3 separate regions of the Sus scrofa genome follow, and all the other regions are linked to region 1. Evidence: chromatin contacts called from public promoter capture Hi-C data. All regions are on one chromosome and are shown on one strand. Each heading gives the region's core, a stretch centred on a gene start, on an enhancer-like site or on the middle of the called end of the contact. The rest is flanking DNA. Distances are from core to core; before and after follow the strand shown. Region 1 holds the start of PLPP3 (phospholipid phosphatase 3). Region 2 overlaps LOC102158888 (a long non-coding RNA gene). Region 3 has its middle 670 kb from the start of PLPP3.

Region 1 (2,753 bases), core at 102-2,601:
GTCTGATGGGCAGCTAGGTACCCTAGCTTCATCCAGAGCTGTCTTAGAGATTCAGTTACTCTTGCTTCCAGAAGACAGCAATTTTGCCTTCCTTTACCAGCCCACTTGTTCTACGCAGTCTGACTTGAGCTTCATTCAGCAGGCACCAAACTCTGTGTGCGGTACTGGGGAGAGGGTTTGGAGCTGATAATCTATAGAGCGGACTCATCTTTACTAACTATAACACCAAATCAGACTGTAATAGGTACTACAAGAGTGCTGCAAACCAAGTGCTGAAGGTGAAGTTAATTCTGTCCGGGGATCAAGAAAGGGCCCAGAGAGAAGGTGCTATTTCAGAGGATTCTAAAGCAAGAAAAGCATTTTGGTAGTTAGAGAAGGGATGGATGTGCAGAGACAGAGGGAGGCAGAGGCCAGGGTGTGGAGTGGGAAAGGACTATTGGAGAAAGGCCAAGTGGCTGGATCTAGGGATACTGAACCCTATAACAAGTCAGTAAAAAAAATCATGATCTAGAACATGATGGAAGATAGAAGGAAAGGTCCTTGCCTTGGAAATGTTTATGCTCTGTCTGGGGGAGAATTAATTCACATAGAAGACTGTGAAAGCACATGACAGCCTCTACTGCAAAGCGTTAGATTGCCCCCCAAGCTAGAGATATGCTAGCTCTGGGAGAGCTCTCCTGCTTCCCTGGACAGCTGCCCCCAACACTCAATACTGATACAAGCAGGCTGGGGGCCAGCCGAACTGGCAGGGATTTGGAGGGCTGGGAACTACAAGGAATAAAGTAAAGGTTAACACCTACACAGCATTTCCTATGTACCTAGCACGGTTCCAGGCGCGTCTATGGATTAGCTAATGACATCTTCATAATTACTCTATTTAGGAGAAAGTTATTATCTCCAGCTTACAGATGGGGAAACAGAGGCACCGAGCCACAGCCAGGATTCCAAGCCACAGGATCTAGTCCCAGAGCCAGTGCAGTCCTTTTCCTGTTCGGAGCCTCAGAATCTAGCCCAGTATCCAGTGCTGAGTGTTCAGATCTCAAAAAATAAACAAACAAACAAACAAAACAAACCCCCCCCAACAATTTATTTGAGTATTTTCAGGAGGAAACGATTCAAATCAAAACAAAGACTTGAAAGCCCCAAATATGTAAAGGAGGATAAAAGAGGAGAAACGCTTTTTTAGCTGTACAGCCTCAACGTTTGCCTGATCCAAGGCTGTTTCTTTTTATTTACATTTTTTTTTTCTCGTTTTGTGACAATTTAGTGTTTTTGAACGCTAGGGGCTCCCGGATTCTCTGGTTTGAAAGTAACTTTTCCTTTTAGGATTTTTTTTTTTTTTTTTTTTTGGAAGGGGGTGGGGGAAAATGTGGCCTTAATTATCCTACGTCTTAGGCTGCTTAAGGAAGGGGCTGTGCTTTCGGAATCCCTTCTGAGCCAAGTAAGGAGGTCCCTCTCTTTGCCTCTCTCTCTTTTTTAAAGGACCTCATGAAATAAAAGTGCCGAAAACAAACCCAGGCGATCACAGCGGCGGCGGCGGCGGCAGCAGCAGCAGCAGCAGCAGCAGCAGCAGCAGCAGGAGGAGGAGGAAAGTAGGAGTTGGGGCAGCGCTCCGAGGTGGCTGGGCTCCGCGCAGCTCCCATTCATTAAGCAACCAGCTGCGGAGGAAGGTGGCCGAGCGCCCGCGCTGCCCCCTCGCTGCTTTGCGCACGGACACGCCAGCTCCGCGCGTCCGGAGCAACGCAGCGCTGCAGAAGTTTCTGCTCGGGAGTTGACTCTCTTCCCCTTGGACTTTCGAACGATTCGGGGTTGAGACAGGAAAAGCGGAGGAGCACCAGGGAGCAGAAAGCACCACCGCCTGCCCTTGGAAGCGGGGCAGCGGGGCCGCACTCTCCCGCCGCGCCCGGAGAAGCCTCGGTCGGGAGGCGACCCCGGCGTCTGGGTGTGTGGCTGCAGTCGTGGGGCGTCTTGGCCAGCGCCATGCAAAACTACAAGTACGACAAGGCTATCGTCGCGGAGAGCAAGAACGGCGGCAGCCCGGCGCTCAATAACAACCCGAGGAAGGGCGGCAGCAAGCGGGTGCTGCTCATCTGCCTGGACCTCTTCTGCCTCTTCATGGGTGAGCCCAGCCCCTCTGTCCCCCCGGCCCTCAGCGCCCGTCCCAGCCCGGCCCGGGGCTGCGCGCGAAGCTCGGCGCTCGCTCCTGCGCGGGGCCCCGTCTCCCGGCCGCGCCGTGCTGCCCGTCCCGGGGGCCCCGCAGGCTTTTCCCCGCTCCCGGGTTCCCGCCCTCCCCGATCCTGCCGCCTCCCCGGCCTGTAAAGGAGTGTCGAGCGTGCTCTAGGCTTTCGCGGGCCACTTGGACACTCAATCTAAAAAGCTGCCTGCAGTTGGAAACGCAGGCAGAACCCCACGAAAGGTGAGGGCTTGTCCTCTTAGGAGAGGGAGGGGAAGTCGGTGGAACCAGGAGCCAGAGCCGGCGTAAAGCTGGTTGCCTTCCATCGAGTAAAACGGATCTCCTGGAGCGCCGGGCTCTTGCCTGGAGAGCGCTGCCTTCCCAGGGCCGAACGTAAACATCCAGCCTTTCCGCCGGGCTGCCTCGGCCCAGGACTTGCAAGCCGGCCTCTTCACTTGTTGCTCTCGTGAACGCCCTCCAGGGGTTGGGAGGGTGCTGTCTACCGGCTTGATGCAGAGTACCGATTCTGCAGACCCCTACTGTGTGCCAGGTGGTCGTTTTAACCAGCCGTCTCCCCGAC
Region 2 (2,753 bases), core at 144-2,643, 950 kb after region 1:
CTGCTCCTGCCAGGGAAGGCTGCAAGCGCCTCTCTAAGGAAGCTGGCTTTTATTCTGCAGGTAATAATGTGAGACCAGTAAACAGTGTCTGAGCAGAAGGGTGACACAAACTGGAGCCTTATCAGAGATCTAGACCCAGTTCTACCAAGAGTATTTCCCCATGTTTTCCCGCCTGTACCAATAACACTCTTTCCTGACCACCTTACCACTAAACTGAGTCCTGGTCATTGGACCGCTAACAGCACAAGCTGTAGATTGGTCTCCCTTGTGCTATGAATATCTCAAAAGCAAGGATAGGCTCCGAATAACCTCCACATCCTGGCCCCCAGCAAAGAGTCAGGCCCATGGGAATGTTTGCTGAATGAATGCAGGTTGGCATACCTGAATAAATCAATGAATGAATGGAATAAGATGCAGCTGTATGCCCTGACCAACTAGCTCCCTTCCCTACCCCCTCATATTTCTGCCTAGGTCCTCACTCTGGCTAGGTAAATTGGGCAAAATTGATTCTTCATTCATTTGTTGGCAATATTATATTAATTACCTTTAAGTGACACTTGGTTACTACCCAAACAAGGAATGTGGGGGCAAATGTAATCATTTCACTGAGTGACTGGTGGGCTGTTCTGACCAAGACATCACGAGTGCAACCCACACTATTTCTCAGGTCTCCCTTGATTCAGCCCACACAGACACACACCCTGCGGAACCAAGACAGACTCATGAAATTGAAGGGGGCTGATTAAAGAATGGACACAGCTGGGTCCTAAAGCCCTTCCTGTATTTGGCTCAAAACCCCGATAAGTGTGCCAAATGCTCATCACTGCCCTTTCCCATCTATTATCTCTCACTGCTGGATAGCACAACAACCCTGCAAATACTGTCCCCATTTGACAGATGAGGAACTCAAAGCCTAAAATGGTTAAGTCAGTGGTTCTCAATCCTGGCTGCAGTAGAGAATCAACGGAGTAGCTGTTAAATGATTCCCTGATCAGGTACCAACCCAGACTGCTCCAATGAGAGCTTCTGGGGTGAGACTAAGACATCAAGGTTTGAGGTGACATGGCTGGTGAGTAGAAAACTAGGACTGCAACCAAGCCTCAATACCCTTTCCAAAGCTCCATTGGCAATAAAAAAAAATTCTACTCTAGAATTATCCCTAGGAGCTCTAAGTCTGGTGAGGAGCTGGGTGGGATGAAGGGAAGGCAACAGATGGAAAAAAAAAAAAGACATCTCATCAATTCTTCAGTTTCCTAAGCTGTTTGCTCTTGATCTCAAACCACAGGATTTATTTGTGGCTTCTATGACGCATTAACTGTTTAGGTTCCTCTGGCTCATCCTGCACAGAACACAGCACAGCCTCTTTCCTGCCAAGCGGGAACTTCTGGGCTCACAGACCTTGCCTCTGCCTCCTCTTTGATTGGAGCAAAGCAAAGGACTGCTTTGGCAGCTTTATAGCCTGCCTCTCAGGATGCTGACACAGCCGCCTGACTGATGGCCTGCCACACTGCACTGCTGGGGCCAAGGCCCCAGCTTTGCCAAAGAAGCTCACTCAGGCATGTACTTGGGTTCCTTTATATGAGAAGATTTATGTTCACCCATGAATCAGAGTAGCCACGAGAGAAAGAGCCTTAAAGATCATTCAGGCCCCTACCTCTACTAGCACCACTTCCTGGATCCTTTTCTCTTGTGAAAATAGAGGCTTATTTGATAATGAAATATCGATAATTATAAAATTCAACACAGTACAATATTTTAATACCAATAAATTACTATAAGATGGATGTTTATTTTGGATCAACTATGTGCCAGAGACTCCAAGGCATTATCTTAAATAATTCTAAGGGCCACTGCACTGCACAGATCCAGGGGCCAACTATAGTTTCATAGAGTACACAGAATAAATGCCAGGATGTTCATGGCTGTCCTACAATACTGCTATTCATATCTTGTATGGCCATACGTAGTGGCCTCTTAAGACTAATGTCAACCTTAGAAGGGAGCTGTCATTCTGTAGTGGTTCTTCTTCCTACTACAGCACAAAGATTATCTACCAAATGGGAAACAATCATCACTTTTTAAAATCTGTATCATCACCATGTGTATCTGATAGGTTTTGCTATTCAACAAATCACCCCAAAGTTTAGGGGCTTAAAACAATAACCATTTGTTACTGCTCACAAATCTATAGGTCAGCTGGACAGTCCTGCTGGGCTGGGCTCAGCTGATCTTGGTTGCACTCACTGATGTATATGCATCAATTTATGGGACAACCAGAGGATGGCTAGTCTCTGATGGCCTTGGCTAGACTGGCTCAGATGACTGGAACCTCTCTCCATTGGTCTCCCTTCATTCAGAAGGTCAGTCTGGCTGTGCATGGAGGTCACAGGGGTTCGAAAGAGCATCTCTTAAGGCCCAGGCTCATGTCTCCTACAATTACATCTGTTACTTTCCTTTGACCAAAGCAAGTCAAAAGGCCAATCCAGATTATAAGGGTAGAGAAACTGACTCACATCTCAAGGGAGAAGGTACAAAAATTTGTGCCCATTTTGGTTCTCTACCACACCCCATAGCTCAAAATTACAGTCCTGGGTTAATGGTTAGAGAGCATGGCTTAGGTTTCCACCTGAAAGTGATATGACCTACATTCTCCCTGCAATATGCACACTTAGAGAGGTAGAAGCTGGAACACACAACAGAAAACAGGGATTGTTGTCCAAAGCAGTGGTCCCACCCAGTAGCAAAGGATTAGA
Region 3 (2,753 bases), core at 145-2,644, 670 kb after region 1:
CCTACAAGGGCTTGAAGAGGTTACATGGAAGTGGTAATACCTAAATTTAGACATCAAGAATGAGTAGGCAGAGGCAAGTTGAAGGAATTGTGGAATTGGGAAAGGTAGGAGGGAAATAACAGTTAAAATAGGAAGGATGGATTGTTTACAGATTTGGCATGACAATAGTTTTTTCTTACCAAAGATTCCGTTTAAAGGGAAATACCAAATTTTAATGATCCATCCATTCTAAACAAACAGATGATGGCTTAAACTTTTATTGCTATTGATTTAACATACAAAATGCCCTTTCAGACAATTGTCAATTTTGCCTCTTTGAAAGATGTGCTATTTACTGAGACCCAGCTTCCCAACAGAACTAGATATTTATAAGAAGTTCTCAAAAAGAGAACTTGGACACAGTTATTTTCTCAAAATCACTTTAGTTCTTTTCTCTTTGATCTCTTTTCAAATCCTCTCTTATAAGCTTTGTTACAAGGTAATGTAATTATTTTTCTCTCTTTGTAGCCTCATAGACTGTAAGCTAATTGATGGTAAGTCTCTTTTACTTATTTAAATGAATGGTGTCTAGCAGAGTATTTAGTATAACAAGTGCAAATATCAACAAATGGGTGAATGAATGAATGTGAAGTATAGCAATAGAGTAAAAATGGATTGAGAACCAGGCAATCTAGTTGCTAGTTTTGAATCTCCTCTGGAAGGAAGACTACTAGAAATGTGCTTGGTTATTTCATAGTTCAGTTTTCTTATTTTCTTTGCTTAACTTAATCTATCTGATACATCATATGTGATACACTTAGTGAAGGAATATGGTCCTCCTGACTTTATAAGGGAGAGGTGCCAAACATTTATTGAATACCTAATAAGTGCTACCATGTTCATCTCAGAAGATAAACACAATTTTGGTGTTAATCCTCATAACCATGCCATGAGGTAAATATTTATTGTTGTCACTTTTACAAATGAAGGAAATAAGATTCAAATATATTAGCTGATGTTTTAGATTCACACACATTAAGTAACTGGGATACAATGACCTGTCACAGACACAAACTTTTCAACCTTACCATGTTGCTGCTTGTTTGAGAAAGTTTAAAACTGAATACATACAGAGGGCATCACTATTGTTTCAGATATTAGCCCAAAGGCACATATCTAAGTGTTTGTGTTTGTATAAAATAGCCAAACCGGTTTTCATACCAACCCACACAGGATATGAGGCAACATATTGACTCAAATATTTATTAACTGGTGGCTAAAACGTCCAGATTTTGCAGAAGACTACTTTGTTTTGCTTTTTCCTTGTGACCAGGCAACTAATAGCAAGTGAAGAAAGTGAAATGTTGGCAGACAACTTGGCTAAAGTACCAGACTTCTCTGTCATCCAGTCAGACACTGGAGATGGAAAAAATCTGCCTGTTATCTTTGTCTGCTCTCTCCTGGCTGAAAAGTAGGATACTCTTTAAAGGTACAAGGGATAGTCTGTTCTTTATAGTTGAAACGGACACCACACGCAAAAGTTATGCAATGTTTGCAAGAGGTGGGAAGGGGAAGAGAGAGGGATAAAGAATAAATAATAGATTCATAAAAAATTATTTAGGTTAAGAATGTGTCTCATACATAATAGTCCATTTTCCAACCACACAGTGTCTGAGAATGCATGCATGTGGTGGTGAATTCAATATAGGTGTATGTACTTATTTTTCAGCATAAATTCATGCTCTTCCTTCCTCAGACAAATTTTAGCTTTTGCCATTTTACAACGAAAATTTTCCTCTTCTTTTTTCTTTTTCCTTTTGACTGTCGGAAATCTCAGAACCCATGTCCATGCCTGATTATAAGTTTCCCTTGGCCCAGGATGTCTATTCTAAGGGATTTCTTTTAGACAGGCATTTTAATGCCAGACCTCCTTCTATGCTTTTTGTTGTGAGCTACAGCAAATCCTTGTTAGAGGTATACAGAAGGTTCTGTTAATAGCCTTATTTCTTCAACCAGCCCAGCATGTACACCCTTGCCATTGCTTCACCATGTATGGAATGTACCTCCTCGACCCTTGACCTGAGATTTGGCCATGTAACTTGTTTAGGACAATGACAGAAGGTAGAAATAGTGCTGAGTTTATGTTATAAGAAGTACTGGTGTTTCCATTTGCCCTCTTACATGTCAGCCATCCTCATGAGGACATGCTCAGGTAGCCTACTGGTGACAGGAGGAGGCCCAGAAACACATAGAGCAGAGGTGTCCTACCTGAGGTCAGTTTTTAGCAGACCTCCACTGGACTTGCAGTCATGTGAGAATGATAAATCACTGTTGTTTGAAGCCATTGAGTTCTGAGGTGATGTTTTATGCAGCAAGTAAATCATTCCAAATGTATGGGAAATACTTGTATTTTAAGTATATATATGTGTATACTTTTCAGTAATAAAGTTTTAGTGAATATGTGAACAGTCTTTTAATTTTGACAAACAGTATATTATTTCATAATTCAGTATTTTTGACCATGCTGTATTTTTTGACTCAATCTGCTTAATGAACTTAAATTCATCCTCTTGAAACACTATTATCATCTGAGAATTCTCTATGAAGCCTTGCCTAATATCCCTTGAAAAATAACTCACTTCCTTCTCTGTGAGTACACCTTGAACATATTTCTATTTTTTTTTTCTCTCTCTCTAGATTTCTGTAACACCCAAGGTCAGAGACTAGTTTTGATGTATTTATAAACCTATTCATAGACATATCACACATTAAAA

Evidence for each region. Promoter capture Hi-C pulls out the DNA fragments that hold promoters and counts their contacts.
Region 2: a promoter capture Hi-C map of liver shows a contact between it and region 1, with 18 times the contacts expected there. The contact joins the enhancer-like site here to the promoter of PLPP3 in region 1. A contact is called at or near these places in 2 of 5 promoter capture datasets (fetal skeletal muscle and liver), 7 of 47 Hi-C or Micro-C datasets (embryonic fibroblasts, epiblast stem cells, mesenteric adipose tissue and 3 more) and 1 of 2 datasets of contacts at active chromatin or transcription factors (skeletal muscle).
Region 3: a contact with region 1 is called in a promoter capture Hi-C map of fetal skeletal muscle, with 13 times the contacts expected there. The contact joins the enhancer-like site here to the promoter of PLPP3 in region 1. A contact is called at or near these places in 3 of 5 promoter capture datasets (fetal liver, fetal skeletal muscle and liver), 12 of 47 Hi-C or Micro-C datasets (embryonic fibroblasts, epiblast stem cells, fetal skeletal muscle and 6 more) and 1 of 2 datasets of contacts at active chromatin or transcription factors (skeletal muscle).

Annotation. Positions count from the first base shown.
Region 1 is chr6:155,799,489-155,802,241 of Sscrofa11.1, forward strand. It overlaps PLPP3 (phospholipid phosphatase 3), which reads left to right and starts at 1,352. Exons shown (of 6, transcript XM_003127971.6): 1 at 1,352-2,119. The coding sequence starts at 1,981.
Region 2 is chr6:156,752,583-156,755,335 of Sscrofa11.1, forward strand. The region is part of intron 3 of LOC102158888 (a long non-coding RNA gene); the gene reads right to left. The region is part of intron 2 of LOC102159014 (a long non-coding RNA gene); the gene reads left to right. Among named protein-coding and RNA genes, the nearest start is that of USP24, 470 kb to the right of the region's middle. Within about 2 kb of position 1,394, at least 10 of the 83 cell types and tissues checked have an H3K27ac peak or open chromatin away from gene starts, as enhancers often do. A contact at or near this core is called in embryonic fibroblasts, liver and retroperitoneal adipose tissue, where this site is marked.
Region 3 is chr6:156,470,092-156,472,844 of Sscrofa11.1, forward strand. No RefSeq gene overlaps it. Among named protein-coding and RNA genes, the nearest start is that of PLPP3, 670 kb to the left of the region's middle. Within about 2 kb of position 1,395, at least 7 of the 83 cell types and tissues checked have an H3K27ac peak or open chromatin away from gene starts, as enhancers often do. A contact at or near this core is called in fetal skeletal muscle, where this site is marked.